Regions from separate parts of the Ovis aries genome. Here all the other regions are linked to region 1. A link is a contact called in public Hi-C data. All regions are on one chromosome and are shown on one strand. Each heading gives the region's core, a stretch centred on a gene start, on an enhancer-like site or on the middle of the called end of the contact. The rest is flanking DNA. Distances are from core to core; before and after follow the strand shown. Region 1 overlaps LOC132659837 (a long non-coding RNA gene). Region 2 holds the start of VCAN (versican). Region 3 overlaps VCAN (versican).

Region 1 (3,398 bases), core at 14-2,513:
TGGCATTTAAGGTCTAGACAGGCTTAACTGGACTCCAAAATTAATACGCACCTGCAGAAATAAAATAAACAACCCTAAAAATTAATATGCATTTATTTCAGTACTGAGTAAGACTGGCAATTCATGTGGGCAAGAAAGGAGTTTAAGAATGAAACACCTGTGGGTATTAAAAATAGTAACATGCCCCTTTAAAATGATTTCTGTTTCTATGAACAATATTCAAGACATGTGGAAGGGGGAGATTTATAATATAATAAAGGTATGATTGTTGGACTCATGGCATTCTTGGGTCTCAATAATACCCTTCTTCTATATAAAGCAAATTGGATTATATAGTTTTCCATCCAAAATAATAAATATGAAATAAGTTTCTCATTTGAGTAAAAGTGCTGCAGATAAATGATGGTAAGAATTACTGAATTAGGGTTTATTGTGGACTTTATGTTGTCAGAGATCTGAATTAGAAACACAAGGTCTAGAAGAAATGAAAATATGACTTGTTTTTCAGAAGCTTATATTGTGACTGGAGACCCAGGACATACTCATAAGAAACAGAACAATCGCAAAAGTGTGCATACACATCCATTTACAAGCCACTTTCCTCTCATTATTTCACTAGGACACAAATAATTTTATAATATGAGAAAAGAGGAGAGTCATTATTGTTATGTGTGAGTTTGAAAAACTCCATGTCTGTCATAAATTAATAATAATGTAACTAAAGAATTAAACATAGGCACTGAGATAAACAGTTGAATGCAATCTTATTTACACAACCACCCCAGGAGAAAACAGTGATTATATGCCCACTTCAGAAACGAGAAAAATAAAGCTAACTTCAATAATTTTCCTGAGAATACACAGCCAATAAGCGCTAAAACTAGCATAGAAGATTTGGACCCCTGTCTGACTGACTCAGAGCCTATGTCCTTAACCTTTACAGTAACCCACCCTCCAATTAACATTTTCCTCACCCTAAGAAGGTGACAGGTTGCAACTTCTCCGAGCTCAGTGTCCCCATGGATAGCATGTAGCTAACAACATCTGTGTCTGGGGCTGTTTTGCGGATTAAATGGCATAACTTTGGATAAGTTCTTGCTCCAGTAAATGCATTAAAGTCAGGGCCCTTCCTCTTGCCGCTCCCTTAAGTTGCATGCCCAGGGCACACAAACGGTAGCGGGCAGGCCGAGTGCTGAGACGCACCCTCTGTCTCTGTGCTCTCTGATTGCCCTGTCTCCTTCCACAGTGCGCCTGCGCGGTGCCGCGGCCGTGGTAGACGGTTCACTCCGTTCAGGGTTACAGCAGTTCCAGGACTTGTACGTCCACAGTCTGTAACAGACAAGAGCAAGCAGCTGGTGTGCCTCCACATTCACCAGGCACTCACTGGAAACACTCATTTCTGTGTGAGCTTCAGAATCATCGCTGACCATTCCACTGTTTCATTGTTTTTTTTGTGGGTTATTTTTTTTTTTTTTTGGTGGGGTAGGGGTGTATGGGGGTTGGGTACCAGGCGATATGTGTTAACAAAGTAAAACAAAGTGTTCTACAAGCAAAGGAAGTCAGGCAGATTAGTTCTACGTACTTCGATTTGGAAACAATACTGCAAACACATTAAAATCATAAAGGCAACCAGCTGACAAAACGGTATTTTTAAAAAGAACTGCAGACTTCAATTGACTTGACTTAGTCATTGGGGTTCCCTTTTGGGGTATTCCTTACTCTGCTCTCAGAAGTGTTTTAGTATTTTTTTATGATTTGAAAGAGACTGTTTAAGAAAGTGTGACTTCTATGCTAAGCCTGTACAAGAGCACAAGGACAGTCAGTAACGGTAGTCCAGCTTCACAAGCTAACAGACATTAAGATGCACTGAGCTAAGTTTTAAAATGCATGAGTTGCATCCTGTTGTTTAGAGACCAGATAATTCAGGATTTTAATAATTACTTGTAAGAATAATCACTTGTAATCACAATAATCACTTGTAATAATGTTAATAACAATAATATTGCACAGTGACAATTCTTCCAGTTCTGACAGTAATGGAAAGCTGACCTCCTATGCTGAGGAACAATGAAAATCAGAGGTGAGAACTCACAGTGGATCTTTGAATTATTCATGAGCTCATACATGTCACTTGCATCTGTATATTAAACAAAACAACAACCAAAAAAACCAGTGTAATAGCACATTAGTGATGCAAATTACAAAAAAAGCAGGCTTTATTCCGGTTTAGTAAAGATTTTCATAATTTGGGCCAACTAGCATTTTTACCAACAGTGAAGTGCCTGCTTTTGTTCTTTACAGTTGCTAGGATTCACTTGCTTGGCCAGGTCAACATTTTGGGCATCTTTTATTTCACTCAGCTCTGACTTATCCATTTTGTCAGCTTCTAATGCACACCAATGACATTAATTAAATCACTCTCATAATTTCTCTGAGGTGCAATTTGAGTGGGGTTGTATTATGTGTACAGTTAAAATATGTGAAGTTAACAATATATGTACAAAGAAGAGGAAATGATTTTTAAAATCTACTGCAAAAACATGAAAGAAAGGAAAAAAGGTATAACAAATGTGGTTGAAATGTTAACCTTGGGGGATTCTTTGGACTGTTACAGCTTTTTGGTAAATCTGAAATTATGCCAAGATAAAATATTAAAAGAGAAAAATTACATCACAACTCAATCTGCCTCTAAATGAGCATGGGCCATAGAATGAGAGAAGATGGGATAGGATGTGAAAGTCTCAGTTGTAGTTAGCACTTCCCTCCATGCATACCATGCTGAGTGTGAGTCTAGGGTTTTAATATAATTTTTTTTATATGTAAGAGACTATTTTTTTAAAAGATTACAAATACATTTTATTATATACTATATATTACATATTTAGGCATTCAAATTGTTAAAAGAATTATAAAACTCTACTACATTTCAAGGGTGATGTAAGGTTTTCAAGGGTGATTTCAGCTGATTTTTGCTTTATGTAACAACTTTAGGTCTTGTCCCTAAGATGTGAAAATACCAAACCCTCATTTACAGGTAAGAAAAGAAGTTACATGAATGAGTGAGTTAACAGTCTTGTTTGGAAGGCAACTCTGTCCTCACAAAACCAGAGAATGAAGTCTGTCTGGTTCAGCATTCCGTTCCCTTTTCTGTGCTCTTTGCCCTCTTTTTCCATCTGCCATCACTAAGAGGCCACACCCTTAAAGTGCTCCGGCGGCCCTGGCCAATGAGTGAAAACATCCTATAAACTTAACGTGCAACGTGTCCCAGGAATATTTTGAGGGGAAAAAATGCTGTCTGAGAAAAGTAACAAACAAAAGGAAATCTGACAAATCTGAGTCATTTAGTTGGAAGAAGTCTTTGGTCTGGGGCAGTTCCTGTAGCTCTTTGATTATTAATT
Region 2 (3,553 bases), core at 110-2,609, 790 kb before region 1:
AGCTGCCGACACTCGCTCTCTGCCGCCGCAAGACTCGCCAGTGAAGTTGCTCAACTAGGGCCGCGAGCGGCGAAAGGGGTGGGGAAATGGAAGGAAAAGGAGGGCTACAGGAGTCTGGGCGAAGAGGGCTGATCCTAGAGGCCCCAGATTCGGGTCCCCACGCCACCTTTGTCTGAAAAGCGCCCTAAGCGCTGGCTTGCTGGTTAAGATGGAAGCAAAAGCCTCTACCTCGCTTCTCAGAATGAGCTAAAATTCTTGCACATCTCTACTGGTTCGGAGCAAGCTTTTCCCGCCCTGGCGCGGAGCAGACCTCCGCGGCGCTCCAAACACCCCACCCCCATCCCCTGCTCCCTCCTGGCCGGCTCCGGAGCACGGCGCGCTGGACAAAAGAACCCAGGGGCACCGGAGAGAGCCGTGACAGCCCTCAAGTCGCCAGAGAAGCGGACCGGGAACCCTGCACCTCCCCCCGACCGGACCACCTCCCATACAGCCCGCGGGATGAGGGGGTCACGTCCGCTCAGAACCCGGATCGCCTTGTCAGGAGCTGCCCGAGAGCGGCTTTCCAGGAACGCCGGGCACTGACCACACACCAGGGGCCAGGAACCAGGTGGCCTGCACCAAGGCTGCTTCGGGGATTTGCGTGTGGGCAAGTCTCGGGAGTCCCCATTCAAACTTTTGCCTCGAGCAGGTTAACGACAACAAAAAGATCAAGGTGCCAGGGTCCCTCCGTCCTCTCCAGCTCCAGACCCCTCGACGCTTCTAGGGGGTCTCCGCATTTCCTTCCCTCCCTTCCCCCAATTCCATTAGTCTGTCTACCCCCACCCCACCCCAGGCTTCTTTTGTCTGGATCTTTTTCAGCACCAAGGTCCCTCCGTAGTCCTCTCTCCAAACATCCTTCTGAAAGTTACCTGCATTTTTTACAGTGCCTATATTTTCTTAACTTCTCAAAGATAGTTCTCTTTGCCTTAATTAAAGCCTTCTACCAATCACAATCTACTTTTTTTCTAAACTAGATTTTTTTTTCCTATAAGTTTTTCTTTTTCTTTTCTTTCTTTTTTTTTTTTTTTAAAGGGGAAACAAAAGAAACGTGATTACCTTGAAAGGCGGCTTATTGCAGTTTGGGGGGAAAATTCACCTCAGCGCTGCGCGATTGGGCTCGGCGTTGCCGGGGCGGGTTACATAGGAAGCGCGGTGTCCCGGGGAAGCGTGCGGGATGGTGCTGGAGGATGCGGGGCTGGCCGCAGATCCCCGTCCCCACGCCTGACCGCAGCACCTAAGAAGGTTCGCGGCTGTTGCGCCCTCCCGACTGGAGTTCCTCCTCAGAAAGGCTCGGGGCAGCTCGCCTGCAAGTTCAAATGCGGGTTGTGACACCCATCATCATTATATCACTGTACCGTCAGCGCCGAGGAGGAGACTCGGCGAGGAGGAGGAGGAGGAGGAGGAGGAGGAGGAGGAGGAGGAGGAGGAGGAGGAGGGTTCATTCACAGGCTCCTCAAGCGCTCCGCAGCTTCAGCCACTCCTCAAAGCCCAGGCTGGGAAGGCAGGCAGAGGGGCGGAAAGGCAGCTCCCCGCGCTTGCGGTAGGGACCGCCTGCCTCCCTCCCCAGGCACTCCCACCTCTCGGCGTTTCTTCCTGACAAGCAAGTACCAATCGGCTTGGGGACAGCCGCGCTCCCCATTCAGCGGCTCACTAAGGAACATCGCGCAGTGCGCGAGGAAACTGCTGCCCTCCCACCCTTCCCCACCCCCTCTACCCCGCCCCCCGCGCTGCCAGTGCTGGCTTCGGGCAAAGGAGCCCCCAGGCTCTTGTGGGGCAGGCCCGCAGGAGACCGTTGAGTACCGTCGGTTTTTCTGGGGAGCAAACGAAACTCTGTAAAAATTAGCCCAGAACTTGGTTACAGCGTGTTTACGCGGCCACCGAGCCTGCCTGTCCCATTTGAGGCAAGGGTCAGAGTCCTGGCTTCTGCCAACCTGAAAGAGACACTGAGACAAGGGGACCCTTCTGAGACCTAGAGAGGAAGTATAAGAATCCCCCACTGCCTTCCCCTGGAGCTACCCAATGGGGAGCCCGGGGTCATTGAGCAATCTACAAAGACCCTGCTAATAACGGGGCTGGACAGGAAATTCCCCGAGGCAAATCCCTTGTCAAACTCAAACACATCCTCTTCCCCTGCCACAAACCTCCAGAAGGCTATATTCGGCTTTCTTCCTTCTTTCTTTCCCTCAGTCTTTCCAAGTGTCCCTCGTGGCAGAATATTTAATAATTTCCCTGAGCAGCCGAGATTCCTTGGATATATCAATCACCTCCCCTGTGGTCAGGAAATGGGACCATAATCTTTCTTGAGTTTATGTGATTTTTATTCTCAGCCAGGTCCACTGGACTACGTAAACAATATCAACACATGGAAGAGTCCCCTGCCTCCTGCTACAAAAGCCTTCCAAGAGGACCTGACAGCAAGGGTCAACCAGTTGACACAAAGGATTTCTGCCCCTTAGAAAAGAAGGACTTTGTATTTCCCTTTTCTTTGAAGTCAAGTATGAGTTTATACAATGAGAACAAAGTAAATCCGAGGTGCCTATCAGTTTAACACGGAGGATACTGGAGTGGATAGCACACTTTTCTTTCTACACAAAAATAGAAGTATTCCAAATATGGAAAATGAGATAATTTTTCTCACTGAAGAAATCCCTATTAAAATTATATCAAACTCAACATCTCATAACAGTGATGATTAAAGGACAAAGTCCGTTTTCACACTGAATTTCTTTGAGTAAGTTAACTTAAGTTCATACTTTAAAACTTGTAGAAGCCTAGACTCTTGTTGTAATATTTCTTTTGCAATTTGTATGTGGTCTCCAGGATCATAGATTTTAATTAATAAACAAGTAGAAGATTGGTCAGGAGAATTTCAGTCCTCAAAATGTGATTGATTGATTGATCTATCTATCAGTTCAATACTGTGAATGATATAACTATTAATTATAGGCTTTGGAAATCAACATATTTGTTTTCACAATGATTTATTTATTCTTAGTACAGTTATTGTAGGGAGTTCCCAGGTGGTGCTAGTGGTAAGAAATCTGCCTGCCAGTGCAGGAGATGCAAGAGATTCAGGTTCTATCCTTGGGTCGGGAAGATAATGGCAACCCACTCCAGTATTCTTGCCTGGAAAATTCCACAGAGGAGCCTGGCAGGCTACAGTCCATGGGGCCGCAAAGAATCTGACGCAACTGAGCACACATACACACACAGTTATTAGACAACCATTCCCAATGTTGAAATTCCTGTCCATTGAAACATATTTAGAATAAGAGAGTCATAGAACAGAAACGGATTTTAATCTTTACATTTAACAGATAAGCAACCTAAGGCCCAGAAAGTGACTTTTTCTAAAGTCACATGATTAATAGCAGAGCTGTTACCAGCACACAACTCTTGACTTCTGATCCAGTGATCTTTTCAGTGCTCCTCATAGCAACTTTATGCTACGTAAAGACTTTACTCAGAAAGAGAGAAAAATGAAATAAAACAGTCTTTATTGAAGTTTATATCC
Region 3 (3,358 bases), core at 848-3,347, 890 kb before region 1:
AAGTTATAATTTGGAGTGGGTTTTTTTTTTTCCCCATGAACAATCCAGTTTCTACTTTCTACCTAGTCTCCCTTTCCCCAAACACTGCTGATTTAATTCACTGTAAAAAAATTTTCATAAGAAAACCAAAAATATCCTCTAGGTTCATACGCCAAGGGAACCAGCCAAGGAAAACTTTCCGCTGTTATTACTGTGTATAAAGTGAAGATACGGGAAAGACTGGTCCTAATATTTGCCTCAGTTGCTAGGATTTCACTAAGCATGTGACTTCATGTGTTAGCTTCAATTGTATTTGAAAAATCATCTCATATCACATGTAACTTTCAAGTTCACAATATAATGCAATTCATACTAGAATTTTAAAACCTAAAGCTATAGGGACTTAACTCACAGAGAATATTTCTCCTGCCGGAACCTAAGTGCTGTTCTGGAAATATGTAAGTTTTGAAATGCAAAATACTATCTGGCCACTAGGTGGTGATATCCATCCATCATTATATTTTGAATTACCAACTAAGTCACAGATAAAACAATGTAGAATCCCCCCCAAAACTATGGGGAAAAAAAAAAGATTAAAATTATCTGTGTTATGTCTTTTCAGTTTTGTGAGGAAAAGTAAGAAGAGAACACTTTTCTAAAAAATAGACCTCAACTAAACAGTAAGTACCAATCCCATTACATTCTATTTGGCTACAGGCCAATGTAGCTATAATCTAAACTTTCTACTTGACAAAAACATTCAACTACAATAGTTTATTTTTACTAGTTGGCCTTTTAAAATTATCAGATGACTTACATCAATGGTGAAACTGCATCAGAAACAAGCCAAATCTATAATAGCCACCTAAAATCCTTAGGACAGGGTAGATCAAAAATAAGCACCTATAGAGAGTGAAAAGGTTGGCTTAAAACTCAGTATTCAAAAAACTAAGATCATGGCATCTAGTTCCATCACTTCATGGGAAACAGATGAAGAAAAAGTAGAAATGGTGACAGATTTTATTTTCTTGGGCTCCAAAATCACTGCAGACCATGACTACAGCCACAAAATTAAAAGACAATTTGCCCCTTGGAAGAAAAGCTATGACAAACCTACACAGAGTATTAAAGATCGGAGACATCACTTTGTCAACAAAGGTCTGGACAGTCAAAGCTATGGTTTTTCCAGCAGTCACATATGGACGTGAGAGTTGGACCATAAAGAATGCTGAACACTGAAGAACTGATGCTTTCGATGTAGTGCTAGAGAAGACTCTTGAGAGTCCCTTGGACTGCAAGACCAAACCAGTCAATCCTAAAGGAAATCAGTCCTGAATATTCATTGGAGGGAATGATGCTGAAGCTCTAATACTGTGGCCACCTGATGTGAAAAGCCGACTCACTGGAAAAGACCACGTGCTGGGAAAGAATGAGGGCAAGAGGAGAAAAGGGAGACAGAGGATGAGATGGTTGGATGGCACCACCAGCTCAATGGACACGGGCTTGAGTAGGCTCCAAGAGATAGTGAAGGACAGGGAAGCTTGGCCTGCTGTAGTCCATGGAGCAGGGATACAACTTAGCTGTTGAACAACAATATGCACACAAGTTAATGTCTTCGTGTGATTTAGTTTGTTTTTAACTAAAAACTTATGTAGATGAGTTATAAAAACATGACCCTTGTACTAAAAGCTGACTTCTCTGTGTCCACACTCCTTTTATCACCTGGAACCGGTAGGGCCACTGCTGCTCTTCCCATGGCCAAATGCAGATGATGCCAGGATGCCAGGGGTAAGCAGATAACCGCCCAAGGATACAAGGATAAAAGCAAACTCCAAAGAGAAAACACCCACCCTAGAGGACTGCTTACCCTTTTGAAACATATGCTGATAAGAAACCACCTTTGCTCTAAATGAAGGACTCAGATAAACCACTCTGGGTTTTCCTCCGCCCCCAACTCTCCACCTTTCAGAACACAGGTCAAATGGTTATCTGCCAGGAGCTTAGGAGGACTACTTATTAGAGAAATCAAAACATTTGGTAACTTTAAAATGCCTTTTTCCCCTAGATGGCTCTGGTCACAATAGGCATTTGTTTTCAGTCTGCGCCATGGGGGAAAGGGGGGCGGTTGTATTTAATTTTGTTTTATTTAAATTGTCGGGGCACATGACCTCACTTCGAGGTAGAGATATACCCTCTTCTGATCCTGGTACTTGCTTCAGGTTACTCTGGTCTAGGTCCTTGTTTATTTATGTTTTAAAGGAGGTTATGGTTTTGCTGTTGTCTTTTAGTCCAACTACCCAAAGGAAAAGAGCAGCTTTGTTTTAAAGGAGAAAGAGACGTTTGTTTTGGTGTCCCTGCCCTAGGCTGGCAGCCTGGATTCGGATCCTGCAAACATGAATACGTCGAAGGGAAAAAAAAACTAACTTGGGGTCTCCTGATAGTTGTTAAAGTGGCAATATGCCCACTATTTTCCTAGCTGGCAAGTCTCTGTGCGGGAGAGATGATCTGCCAGCTTTGGAGCACAGCGCTAATCTTGTGTAATAGCGTGAGCTCACTGCCCTACAAAGTAGTAATTATCAACAGCAGTTTCCAAAGGATGTGAGTTCCTCCCACTGTGAGAGCACTTGGGAGATGGGGCCCCAGGCACAGCCCCACAAGCCACTTGCGTTTAATCCCCACCATGAATGATGCCAGTGGGTTCCTTCGCCCCAAGTTTGTTTGTACAGGTCTTCAGTCAGGAAGTGCTAACGATCCAAATGCAACGTGAAACTGCCAAATCCATTCAACATTTTCTTGGCCTTTTCCTTGGTTATGCATTGCCTTAAACTAATTAGCAATTAAATTTAAATAACCGTGTGTGATTTTCAAGTTTCACAGAGCACTGTTGGAAAAGCCTCTGGGAGAAGGAACTACTGCATTGATCGGTTCTTCTTTTTTTAAGAGGAATTGTGTCAACTATGAAGTGATCTGGTGGAGGTTAAATGTGGTTCTTCCAGCTGTTTGCCTGTAACAAACCAGCTGTACTCAAGGAAGGGAAAGGAGGAGATGAGTGTTTTGTTTTCTACAATTACAATATTGCTCGATCTATCTCACGGGTAGAATCAGAAGAATCAATTCTTGGTTTCAAATCAAACTGAACTGCAACACAAGTAAAAATTTTCACTGAGAGTTCAGTGGTCTTTTGGATAAGAAACTGAAAATTCTTCTACTCATGGGCAATGTGTGAAAGGAAGAGGAAACAACATACATTTTTCTTGGCTTTTAGGATAATGTGATGAAGCCTGTGAGATTTAACATAATTAAATTACTGTTGATATGCAGTGTGACTTGCTCACAGGGAAGTGGCATTTGACTTGGAGCTGAAACCACAGCACAGCCA

What was found. A called contact is a pair of places that touch in the nucleus more often than the background predicts.
Region 2: a Hi-C map of hypothalamus shows a contact between it and region 1, with 5 times the contacts expected there. The contact joins the promoter of VCAN here to the enhancer-like site in region 1. A contact is called at or near these places in 4 of 16 Hi-C or Micro-C datasets (hypothalamus, skin fibroblasts and tail adipose tissue).
Region 3: a contact with region 1 is called in a Hi-C map of hypothalamus, with 8 times the contacts expected there. The contact joins two enhancer-like sites. A contact is called at or near these places in 2 of 16 Hi-C or Micro-C datasets (hypothalamus and tail adipose tissue).

What each region holds. Positions count from the first base shown.
Region 1 is chr5:80,106,181-80,109,578 of ARS-UI_Ramb_v3.0, reverse strand. All of the region lies in intron 2 of LOC132659837 (a long non-coding RNA gene), which reads right to left. Among named protein-coding and RNA genes, the nearest start is that of RPS23, 330 kb to the right of the region's middle. Within about 2 kb of position 1,263, at least 12 of the 54 cell types and tissues checked have an H3K27ac peak or open chromatin away from gene starts, as enhancers often do. A contact at or near this core is called in hypothalamus, where this site is marked.
Region 2 is chr5:80,900,155-80,903,707 of ARS-UI_Ramb_v3.0, reverse strand. It overlaps VCAN (versican), which reads right to left and starts at 1,359. Exons shown (of 13, transcript XM_042250732.1): 1 at 1,096-1,359.
Region 3 is chr5:81,001,205-81,004,562 of ARS-UI_Ramb_v3.0, reverse strand. All of the region lies in intron 10 of VCAN (versican), which reads right to left. Among named protein-coding and RNA genes, the nearest start is that of TRNAS-GCU, 70 kb to the left of the region's middle. Within about 2 kb of position 2,097, at least 13 of the 54 cell types and tissues checked have an H3K27ac peak or open chromatin away from gene starts, as enhancers often do. A contact at or near this core is called in hypothalamus, where this site is marked.